Linked DNA regions of Mus musculus: all the other regions are linked to region 1. A link is a contact called in public Hi-C data. All regions are on one chromosome and are shown on one strand. The core of a region is the stretch at or near the end of the contact, and the rest is flanking DNA. Distances in the headings are between cores, read along the strand shown.

Region 1 (3,555 bases), core at 61-2,560:
AGATCTCTCCTCTTCAGTTGTTCTTCCTGCTTTACAACCCTGGGGAGGAAGGGACTTTGCAAATCTGGTTTCAGGAACATCCTGAGGCTTGTGGGTTGTTTGATGTCTGGGTTTTAATGAGCCTCCCTTCAGAACTTTCTAGGCTTAATGAACTTCATTCCATGACAGAATGTTTCCATTTGAAGCAAAGTGCTCTACCACCATGATACTAGGAGGAGAGGGCCCATGTTGAGTGATGGAACAGTCAAGAGAAAGCCAGGTACCCCAGTACAGAGACTTGGAGGATCTAACAACTGGAGGTATATTGCTCTTATCTGAGGGCCCACTAGGCTACTGTGATGGTTTAAATAAGAATGACCCCCTGTAAACTCATATACTTAAATGTGTAATCACCAAGGTGTGAAGCTCTTTGAAAGGGTTATATGGATTAGGAAGTGTGGCCCTGTTGGAGTAAGTATCATTTTGTTGGAGGAAGTATGTCACTAGGGAAGTGGGTGTGCTTTGAGATTTTAAAAGCCCATGCCAGGCCCAGCACCTTTCTCTTCCTGCTGCCTGAAGATTAGGATGTAGAACTCTCAACTATTTCTCCAGTTCTACATTTGTCTGTGTGCTTTCTGCCATGACAATAATGTACTAACTTTTATAAGGAAGCCCCTAATTGAATTCTTTCTTTTTTATAAGAGTTACCTTGGTCATTGGTCATGGTGTCTCTTCACAGCAGTGACTAAGGTAGCCTTCTCTGGTTTCCTATAGATAGATGTCAATCTCAGACCAGCCCAAGCCCTAAGAGGGGTCACATTCCATGGATTGCCACAAAGGGCCAGACCAGTACAGAGAGGGGTGAAAGATCTTTTCTAGAGTCCCGTCCAGACCAGGGCTGCATATGTATGGCTCTGTCGGGATGATTCCTGGTGGGAGAGCGCCCCCTGGTGCCAGTAGGAGTAATGGTTCCTGACTAGAGCTGTGACCTCTTCCAGGGTTGTGATCTCAGATTTCTTCTACTGTGTGATCATGCCTGTGGTGTCTGCAAAGCAGTGATTTCCCCGGGGGGTGGGGGTGGGGGGCGGCTGGGGGAAAGAGGGGAAGGGACAGTTCCAAATAGCAGAGGAAGGGAGGTTAAACACTTTAAGATCCGGTGTCCTCTCACCCAGGGCCTTTTCTAGAAGCCCCTTTTGTCTCACCCCCTCCAGTTGCCCTTTGGAGGTCTGGGTCTCTGGGAGTAGTATTCAGGCTCAGGATGTGTCCCGGGTCTGCATGAGCCACAGTCAGTGGACTCTCTCAATCTTGTTCACACATACAGCAAAGTGCTTCTCACAATGGACACATTTCCAAATACGAGGCAGTTGGTGAATGGCTGCCCCTAGGAGTTGCCAGCATTTGCTTTCTGCACATTTCCACCACCCTGCCTTGCTTATTACGGCCCTAATTACTCTGTATGCCTGCATCTGCCTGCCCCTTTACAGACCAGAGGGAGCCATTCCCAGGCATAACCGCCAGCTGTAACCACCACCCAACCACAGCTCACTCGACATGATACCAGCTTAATGATCCGTGTATGGCCACTTTCAGGCTATGCCCACCAGGGGTTTATGAAGCTTACACAACAGCTAAACCAGCCAATGAATTTCTTCCCTTCATGGACCCCTCAGGGTCTCAGCAATAGGCTACTTTAATACAGACATCTAAGGGACATTTGCATGGGGTATACCAGAGAGGAAAGGTTTGGTTGCACTTCTGACTTTGGATAATTAATTCTATAGTCCATTCTGCTGGGCTCAGAGATGTGTGGTCAAATATTATTCTGGAAACTTCTCTGAGGAGCTTTCAAAGGGCATCATCATTTAAGCCCATTGATGTTGAGAAACACACACTGTTCTCTCTCTCTCAAACAAGCTGACTCATCCAGTCGAAGTCTGAATGAAGCAACAGACCGGCCTTCCCTAAGCAGATGATACTTCAGTCTGATGGCCTGTGGGACTTGAACATTCGCTTCTTCAAAGTTTCTAGCGCGCACACACACACACACACACACACACACACACAAACACACACAGGCCCAATGAGGCTGAGAATGTTTTGATCACCCTGACCTTCACATGCCATCAGGGAGTCCTTGGGCTCCCTCTGCTGGACAGAAGGAAAATCTTCACTTGTTTTCTGATCTTGGCCTGCCAGGTACCAGGGCCACTTGCCTGCCCTTCTACCATATTTGAACCTTCTTCAGTGCATCTGCCTCTGGAGTCTCTTGTATGAGCTATGCAGGCATGAGAAGAGAGAATGTCTCTGGATTCTTCATCTCTGGAGCTGAGAGAACAGAGACCTGAGATGCAGAAAGGTAGAAGAAGGAATCGGGGCCTACAAGGCAATCTTGTTCCATTTATCACATTCTGCAGTGGTTCCCAGGAAGTGACACAAGGACCAGGTAGAGGATGCATTGAAGGCCAAGAAGAGCCCAAAGTCCTGAATCCCATGCCAGGCATACCCTTTCTGTTGCTTAGATTGGGGTCACCTCCCACCTGAGCTTCTATTTTCTGTTTGTCAGTAGTCTTATATCTCCCCTATGGTATGTGCACAATCTTGTCTCCATGATGCCTGCTGTAGGTGAAAAGGATGCTAAGGTCAATCCTCCCAGTGTAGTGACTCACAGTGCTACTGTGGCATGGCCTTCTGATGTACCCAGTAGCTCTGCATGAGCCCTCAGTGTCCACTATGCTCCTCATGTACACAGGATGTATGCCACTGCCACCCAACAGGAAGACACAGGACTCTCAGACATCTGGATGGAGTGACATTTTGTAATAAAGATGTGTGCATACTATAAAATAGACATCCAGATTTTATAAGGCAAATTATATATTATATTGTCTTATACATTATATATTTGAATATGTAATATAAATGACAGACATTTAAGATATACAAGTGAATAGTTATTGAAAAGAATAGTCTTGTGTTCATGTGTATTATACATAAACATGTGTATGGATCAGTGTGTGTATTTACATTTATAGCAGACATGCATATTTACGAGTATAATATATACGTGTAAATATATTGTATATATGTCCCATAGGCTCTGTGAAGGATTAGCTCCAGGACTCTAAATCAAAACCTGCCACTTCTCGAGTTCCTTACATAGGATTGTATAGCGTTTTGCATCCTCTATATTGTCAGCCTTCTCTAGACGACTTAAACGATGCCTCACATAATGTAAGGGCTTGAAAATGGGTTGTGTACAGTATTATTTAGAAGATGACAAGAAAAAGCTCTACACATGTTTGGTATGGATGTAACTTCTTTCATTCTGTGGCTGTTGAATGTACAGTGCAACATTTGTGCTTATCAAGGGCTGCCTGGATTCAGCTAACAGTTTCTGCCTGTGATGCTGCCACACAACAGCTGCTATTCAGGTGCAATAGATTGCATTAGCATCCCCATCCCCCATCCAGCTCTCCCCAACTTAAAGAATCTTTGAGAGTGAAGCTGACATAGAATCAAAAGATTGGAGTTAAATCTGCCCTTCTGCTTTCTTTAACTTGTTCAACTTTCAGGTAA
Region 2 (3,709 bases), core at 808-3,307, 810 kb after region 1:
GGAAACTGCAAAGCAGGTACCTTATCCTCATTTTGAGAGAGCCTTCTAGAAGGTGCGCAGCACACCTAAACCTTCTGTGAGCTTTCTATAAGGAAAGGCAGCCCTGTGTGGTAAGATGATGAACTGCAGTGCAGTGTGGTACCTGCCTGCTGCATTGCCTCCATCCCTGCAAGCCTGAGGAAACAGGCCTGTAAACAGAAGCATGATGGCCCTGTTCCCAATGCCCCTGCCCTAAGTTTAAAGCTCAGGAGGCAGACAGGCAGAGACACACACCACCCTGAGTTTCTGAAACAAGAGCCACGGGGGAAAATGTTCCTAGGACTCCAAACACATGCCAGGCTGTGTGGTGGCTTTCTGAGTGTGGAGTGTTCACTGTGTCCCTTCGTGTGTGTCCAGTGCTCAGAGGAGCATCCTGGCTCTGTCAGGTGCAGCTCTTACTATCCCTGACTCATAGAGGAGGAAGCTGAGGAGCAGAGGTGCCGATGGCTTATCTCCTGGCTAATGGCTGACCAGCTGCACAGTGCAGGAACCTTGTATCTCAAGCAAAGCATGAACCTGAACAACTCTGTCCTCCCCTCAGAACTAAGCCAGAGCTTAGGCACTTTGCATATGCTACCTCTGCTTACACAGCAGCGAGGGAAATCCGATCTGGTCCTGACCCACAGAAGCTGTAGCGCAAAGAGATCACGTGGCTTGCCTTAGATGACAAGGCTAAAGAGCAGTAGGCAATCTGCTCTCGGGTCCTCACTGTCCGAAATGCAACATCATTCAGTGGGGCCATATATAGCCACACTAGACACAGCGATCTGAACCGGGCAAGGTTAAGCCTCAGAAGGACAGAGAGAGGAGGAGAGGAAGCACGAAGAAACACAGAAACAGTGCACACATCATGGGATAGGCTGCCATGATGGTCACAGCAACCACACACACAGAGCCTAGAAGGCCTTCCTGACATCTAAGCCTGGCATCCTCGAATCTGAGGTAAAGGCGTTGGGTGATGTGCCTTCTCTGGACTGAGCCACACCCCAATCCTATGCACACCACAAGGATAGCAGCTAGGCCACAACACCACCTATCTGCAGTGAGCTGCAACCTCTCTCGTTAGACACACACTTGTACCACACGGCGCTGTACTGGACCAGCAGGATCCAGAGGAAACACAACAGTGCAAATTTCCAGTTTCCTGTGTTAAGAAAAATCAAATGAACCCTGCAGAGACAGCCATGGCCCACTGCACCTCTCTATACATGCATCTGATCCCCAGTCACATGGCTCCTCTGGGCTCCCCAGGGGACCAGCTGCTCTGCTTCTGTGCTGTCCCAAGAACCCTGACAGAGGCTGGTAGTGAATCTTCACTGCTGTACTCCTTGCCAGAGTCTCAGTTCCTTAAAGATAGTCCCTAACTCACTTGATTTGCATTCCCAGAGCTAAGTCCAGTCCTTAATAGGTAGGCAGTCAATGAATATTTAATGAATGAGTAAGAATCAGAGGCTACATTGTAGTGCACTATCATTACAAAATAATTAAATGGGGAGGGTGTTTAATATAATGGAGTTCTGCAAGAGACAGCAATGGCACCCACAGTGCAGTATGACCATTTCATGCCACTTGGCTGCACACTTAAATGTGGTGATGGGTAAATCTGGTATTATGGGTATTGTAACCACAATGTCTCCAGAATTTTATCCAACTCTTAAAATATTTTTAGTTAACATACAAAATCATGGGTTTCACTATAACATCTTCACACAGAATCATCATGTCTTACTCAGATTTGCCTGAGTGTCTCCTTACAGCACAAAGGAGTGGCCTGTCTCACAGTGGCTGCCTTCCTAGCTTGGGCTGATGGCTCCACTCTCTTCCAGTGCCCACAGTGGAGAGGAAGCAGCCCCAGCTCGTGGGTGTCAGACCCTCTGGGTGTTGCTGCCTCTCTACCACCCTGCAGACTCTAAGCCTCATCGGATGCCATTTTAGCACCAAATCAAGCACCAAATGAGCGGTGGCTTTGCTGGGGGGGAAACGGCAGGAAGGATGTGGGCGGCAGGATGCGGGGACAGCAAATGCTTAAATGAAAGTCAACCCCAAGGGACTTGTCTGAGTCCTGAAAACCAGATGGGTCTGGCTATCTATACAGAATGCACCAAGCTTTGCCGTTAGTCATTATGGCCCCGCCTTCAATAAATCTCCTTTCAAGGATTGGAGAAGGGGGCACTCAGATTATAATTACCAATTCAGACCTCTCAGAATGGAGAAGGTTGGTGCAAAAACCTATTAACTCTGGGTCAAGAAGAAACAGGCAAAAAGAGAGCTGACTTGGAAATTACGGCAGGGTGGGGGTGGGGGTGAGTAAAAAAAGAGGACGTAGGATTAATTTTAGGATTAATTAACAAGTGCAAAGAAATTTTGAGAAACTAAAAATACCTTAACAAAAAGCAGAGCAGCTAACTTAAATTCTTAATGAACACAACAAATGGAGAAGTGAGGGAGGACGCACCCTTTAAATATCCCTCATCAAGGTCTGTGGCAGCACAGTTACCTCACATGCACATCTCAGGGCGCAGGGCTCGTGAGCCAGAGGCTCCAAGCAGCAGCGACGACGGGGACTCAGCCACACACTTCTAAAACTCCCCTCTCCTAACTTTCGAAACCAAACTTCAGTGAGTGGCTTTGCTTCGTGCTTAGCTTCTTCATCCCGGTGACCATTCAACACATAAAGCGTCTTTTGCCTATGAAACTTCTAGTAACCCGGTCAGGTCATAAAATACCACACTGGTAAATTCAGCAAACTCTTTACACGTTCCCCTCCCTAGATTGTGCTGTTTCTACGGACTGTCCTTTGCTTTCTGTAATGTCTTTTTCGTCTTTGGTCTCTCCCAAGCATCTTTGCAAGTCCTCCGATACAGGGGTCAGCAAAATTGCAGCAGTAGCCCCGTTTCCTGTTCCAGAGTCTCCTTTGAGTGGCTGCCTCAGTTTAGGGAAACTTCCCTTATCAAGGATAGCAGTTCTATGTCTACTTCTGGCTCACACTCATTTAGACAGCAGCCACTGCCCTCTAAGACCTGCCTGGGTAGCACGGCAGCTGCAGACAGCTGCAGAATGAGCACATCCACCATGCCCCGCCCTCCAGAGCCACCAGATGAAAACAGAATCTCCCCTGCCTTGGCCTAATGGTCCCTAAGACCTGTCAATCACATTGCCACAACCTTCTTCTGCCCCACTCCAAACCATTCCAAGCACAAAGTTCAAGTTCATGTCTTGTCTCAGCTTTCCCAACAGCAGGTTCCAGTCTCCTCCCTGCAGTCTGCTGTAAGTGCAACCGTAATTCTGGGGCGTGAAGACTACAAAGCCTCCGTCAGTCTGGCCCTGGTGGCAGCCTTCAGGTCACATTGTAAGTGTGAGTACAGTATGAACTGAGTGCTGGAAGTAGTCTCCAGTGCTTCAAGTCTGGGCATGAACGCTTCTACTATTCTCATCTGACGGATGAGGAAAGCAAAGTCTGGGGAGTGGAAAGAATTTCCTGAGTTAACGTGACCTTTGGTAACAGCTTCAGCATCCACAAAAGTGACCTGCCTGGAAACTGCGTTCTCTGCTCCCCTGATGCCCTTGTCGTCCACTGCCGTAGCCTCGTACCGCGTCTCCTGCTTCTCCTGGACCAGTGCTCACCACCACAGCATCTGACCAGACCACTCCCCTTCTGCAGCTTATCTTG
Region 3 (3,668 bases), core at 455-2,954, 970 kb after region 1:
TTTTCTGGTTAGAGTGGAGATTTGAAACTCAGCTCAATGGGCAGTGCCTTTCCAAGTTGGGAGGGGGAGGGGAGGGGGTAGAGCAGAGCTGGCCCCCAAGGGGTCTCTGCAGACCCCTGGCTCTGGAATGACTGAGCCCCCCTCACTGTCCTCACAGACTTCCACTCTCCTGGACTCTTAGTCAAGCCACACACCAGAATCCTGTTAGACCAGAAATTTCTCAGTTCTCTCTCTCTCTCCTCTCAATTCCAGAAAGGAATCTAGCAGGTGACCTTCCTTCTCCACCCCCCCCCATTCAATGGTTTCCTTGTAAGAGCTGTGGATCCCCCCACGGTTCCCCCACAGTTCCCCCACGGACTGACTGGCCCTGGAAGCCATTGGCCAGTTGGCCAGCTTTGACCTGTCACAGCATTACCTCAGCCCCTTCCCCAGATGACACCCTTCCCCACTCTCCCACCCTTCTGACTCTGAGCTCAACCTGACAGGAGCACTAGGGATGCAGTCACTCTGGTGCCTACCAGGCTCTTGCAGGGTTTCCTTAGCAACAGCTTCATTAAGGAAACCCATCAAAAAAGAAATCCGAGGAGGAGGAGGCTGTTCTTGCATCTGAACAGAGTAGCCTGCATAAAATCTGAATGGCTTTGCAAAGAAAATTAACCAAAGACAAAGAGGTTGAAAGTCCCCTCTAAAGTCTCATAAAGGAGAATGTTTTAAAGGGCACCAATTGTTCTGGAACTTAGAGATGTGAGGAGGCGGAGGACGGGGCCACGCTGCGACCCTCAGAAGCTGGTCTAGTTTTCCAGACACTTCCTCAGTAGCACTTTCTCGTAAGGTCACCTGCCATTTTCTGTTGAAAACAAAAATGTATTCAGTCCCTCAGGCAGCCTAGGGTGGGGGAGGGGAGCTGCCACCGGGTTGGGCTTTTGGAATCACACAAGCGAGGGAGCGAGGGGGACTGAAAGAACAATGGGAGACTTTGTGAGCTGAGCTGGGTCTCACCCCTCAGTTTCCCTGTCTTTAAAACTGGCTGCAAGTGGTGAGGAAAGGAACTGACGAGACCTTTCTCAGGGTCTGCTCAGCACCAGATGGAGCCGCCACAAGCCCCACCAGCCAGCTACAGGGGAGACAGTCATCGCAGCCTGTGCATCTTTCTTTGTTGCACCTTGCTCTACATTGCAACAGTGCTTATGCTCCTGGGATGAAGGCCTCCCGAGCTGCTCCTCCGCAGAAGGTATCCAATGGGAGCGTGGTCTTTGTTTCTGTAGATCTGACTCACTTGGGAATTGTTTGCCTCCATGTCTTTTGTTTATCAGCCGGTTTCCCCTCCTCAGCGCCGGCCAGTGTGGACCATGACTGTCTGCAGCTCACTGGACTTCAGGAGCAGGCTAGCAGGCAGGCAGACAGAAACACTTTGCCTAGAGTCACTCCTGCCCATCCCAGAGGCAAGGGAAGGGAAGGGAAGGAACACAAAGGGTGCATGAACACGTGTCCCAGGGACCCCTCACCTCTAAGCCACCATCTTCTTTGGTGCCTGAATCATTGTTCCTTTTCCTAACCTCCCTCTGCAGATAGGGGTGGCTACATTTAGACCACAGAATCTCAAGGAACAGATTCCTACTTCAAGAAGTCTGTGAATGGATGCCAGTGAGGTTTGCAGCCTCCTTGCCACCCTGCTGTTCCCAGACGGTGTGCAGCGGCACTAAGTAAAGGAGAGAGGTGGCTGCTTGCTCTCCACAGAAGACAAGCTGAGAGGGTGCTGCATGGCTCCTCTATTCACAAACAGGGGAAAATGATGACTCAAGTCCCAGCCCCTCTGTTCTCATATGAACCTTGTCATTTGCCTGTGAAACCCTCATGACCATTGCACAGATCTGTACACAGCCAGCTATTTGTTGCCATTTGGGAGTGCCAGATAATTACCAGAAATCACTCGCCTAAACCAGCCAACACACGCAGGTCACCCTGTGCCTGCACAGGGAAGAGGGACTCTGCATCTATTTTGCAGAGCACCGATAAAGACAGTTTTATCCTCCAGTTCTGAGGTTTTGGATTTTTGAGACAGAGTTTCTCTGTGTAATATCCCTGACTGTCCTGGACTCCCTTTGTAGACCAGGCTGGCCTGAAACTCAAGAAATCTGCCTGCCTCTGCCTCCTGAGTGCTGGGATTCAAAGTGTGTGGCACCACCAGCTCATGCAGGGATTCTGAAAGACAGATGGAACTTGCACTAGTCACATCTCCATTCCTTCCCAAATGTCCGCCATTTGCCGCCGAAGTCCTTCGTTACCATCAGCTCCACAATGGATCACACTTGATTAAGAACCAAAAGCTTGTTCTATTTCAGAAAAACTCCAGGCCCTTCTCTTTACTGTGATTATAAAATCCCACCAGAACTCATTATTTTGCTGCCTTGTCAACTAGCAGACAAACATCAGGATGAGACAAGGACCGCAAAGTGCCTTCCTCCTCCGGCAGAATTCAAAGGCTGGTAACCGCCCTGTGCCGCAGGCAGGGCCACAATTGCCACAGAGCATTGCTGCCCTCTAGTGTTTGCCTGACGCCGAGCAAGATGATAGCAGAGCTGATCCAAACTACAGGGCCCCACTGTGAATAGATAGCAGGTTGCAGTAAGTCCAGATCTCCTCCCTTTAATCTGCAAAGCGGACTTCAGTAACTGCAGAGAGTGAGGGCCCACAGGTCTGTAGAAGAGGAGCAGGGCTGGGAAGCCTGGCAGCCACCCACTACTCTAGCACCAGCTAAGCCCAACAGACTCCACTCCCCAGACCTTTCCGGTCTGCTTGGAGCCTCTTCTGTGTTCAAAGCTGTCTCCTGAACCGCCTGGGCCTGATAACAGCAGTAGCCCACTGCAGAGCTGTGGAAGGACACAGGACCATCTAACCTAAATCCAGCCTCCCAGCTACAAATAATTCAAGGCTTCCCTGGACCTTTCCAGTCTACCTGAGAGGCCTAGCACTCTTCACTCAGAAGCATGGATTACAATTAAGGTGCCACCCTCTTGCCCTTGAAGTACCCTTGCCCTGTGTATTGCCCTCACTGACCTTTGGCAAACCTACACCAGCATGACCCCTGCTGTCTCTCCATGCTCCAGGCCAGTGAGGCCCTAGCAGCCCACCTCAGACACTCAGGTGGTCTTTTTCCCTCATCATGGGTCCTTGCCCTGTGAAGCAAGCCCTTCGATGCCCAGGGTCTCAGTCAGTGCACATTTCACTAAGTTTGTGTATGCCTGGCATGGGGCATCCCTCCCTCCAGTCCTCTACAAGGACTATAGCCTTAGCATCCCTAAAAAACACAGCTTCAGGGCAGGCGAGATGGCTCAACAGCTAAAGGTGCTTGTCACTAGCCTAACTAAGCTCAATTCTTGGGACCCATAACGGGGAGGAGAGAACAGACTATCCAAGACACACACACACACACACACACACACACACACGGCTTGGCCCATTGTTGAACCCTGGATAGAACCAAGTCAAACAGTTAACTTCAGCATGACTAGAGACAGACATCTATCTCCTCTTGTGCCATTTCCCAGGTAACTGAAGTTTCCATATCAAAGGACCCGGTTTTTGCCTCTCCTGGAAACCAACAGAGAGCAGAACTTGGGGGCCTCCCCTCAGGACACAGGGTGCAGCTGGCTCCCAGTGCTCCCCCA

What was found. A called contact is a pair of places that touch in the nucleus more often than the background predicts.
Region 2: a contact with region 1 is called in a Hi-C map of the N1E-115 cell line, with 5 times the contacts expected there. The contact joins two enhancer-like sites. A contact is called at or near these places in 1 of 484 Hi-C or Micro-C datasets (the N1E-115 cell line) and 1 of 9 other capture datasets (embryonic stem cells).
Region 3: a Hi-C map of the N1E-115 cell line shows a contact between it and region 1, with 14 times the contacts expected there. The contact joins two enhancer-like sites. A contact is called at or near these places in 3 of 15 datasets of contacts at CTCF or cohesin (hippocampal excitatory neurons, large pre-B cells and stem cell-derived epiblast-like cells), 6 of 484 Hi-C or Micro-C datasets (the N1E-115 cell line, cerebellum, cerebral cortex and 3 more) and 1 of 115 datasets of contacts at active chromatin or transcription factors (neural tube).

The regions. Positions count from the first base shown.
Region 1 is chr15:72,049,526-72,053,080 of GRCm38.p6, forward strand. It overlaps a transcript of Col22a1 not described here. Among named protein-coding and RNA genes, the nearest start is that of Col22a1, 17 kb to the left of the region's middle. Within about 2 kb of position 1,311, at least 10 of the 459 cell types and tissues checked have an H3K27ac peak or open chromatin away from gene starts, as enhancers often do. A contact at or near this core is called in the N1E-115 cell line, where this site is marked.
Region 2 is chr15:72,863,629-72,867,337 of GRCm38.p6, forward strand. All of the region lies in intron 16 of Trappc9 (trafficking protein particle complex 9), which reads right to left. Among named protein-coding and RNA genes, the nearest start is that of Gm41343, 34 kb to the left of the region's middle. Within about 2 kb of position 2,058, at least 86 of the 459 cell types and tissues checked have an H3K27ac peak or open chromatin away from gene starts, as enhancers often do. A contact at or near this core is called in the N1E-115 cell line, where this site is marked.
Region 3 is chr15:73,020,552-73,024,219 of GRCm38.p6, forward strand. The region is part of intron 6 of Trappc9 (trafficking protein particle complex 9); the gene reads right to left. Among named protein-coding and RNA genes, the nearest start is that of Trappc9, 39 kb to the right of the region's middle. RefSeq lists an enhancer at 1-2,768. Within about 2 kb of position 1,705, at least 62 of the 459 cell types and tissues checked have an H3K27ac peak or open chromatin away from gene starts, as enhancers often do. A contact at or near this core is called in the N1E-115 cell line, where this site is marked.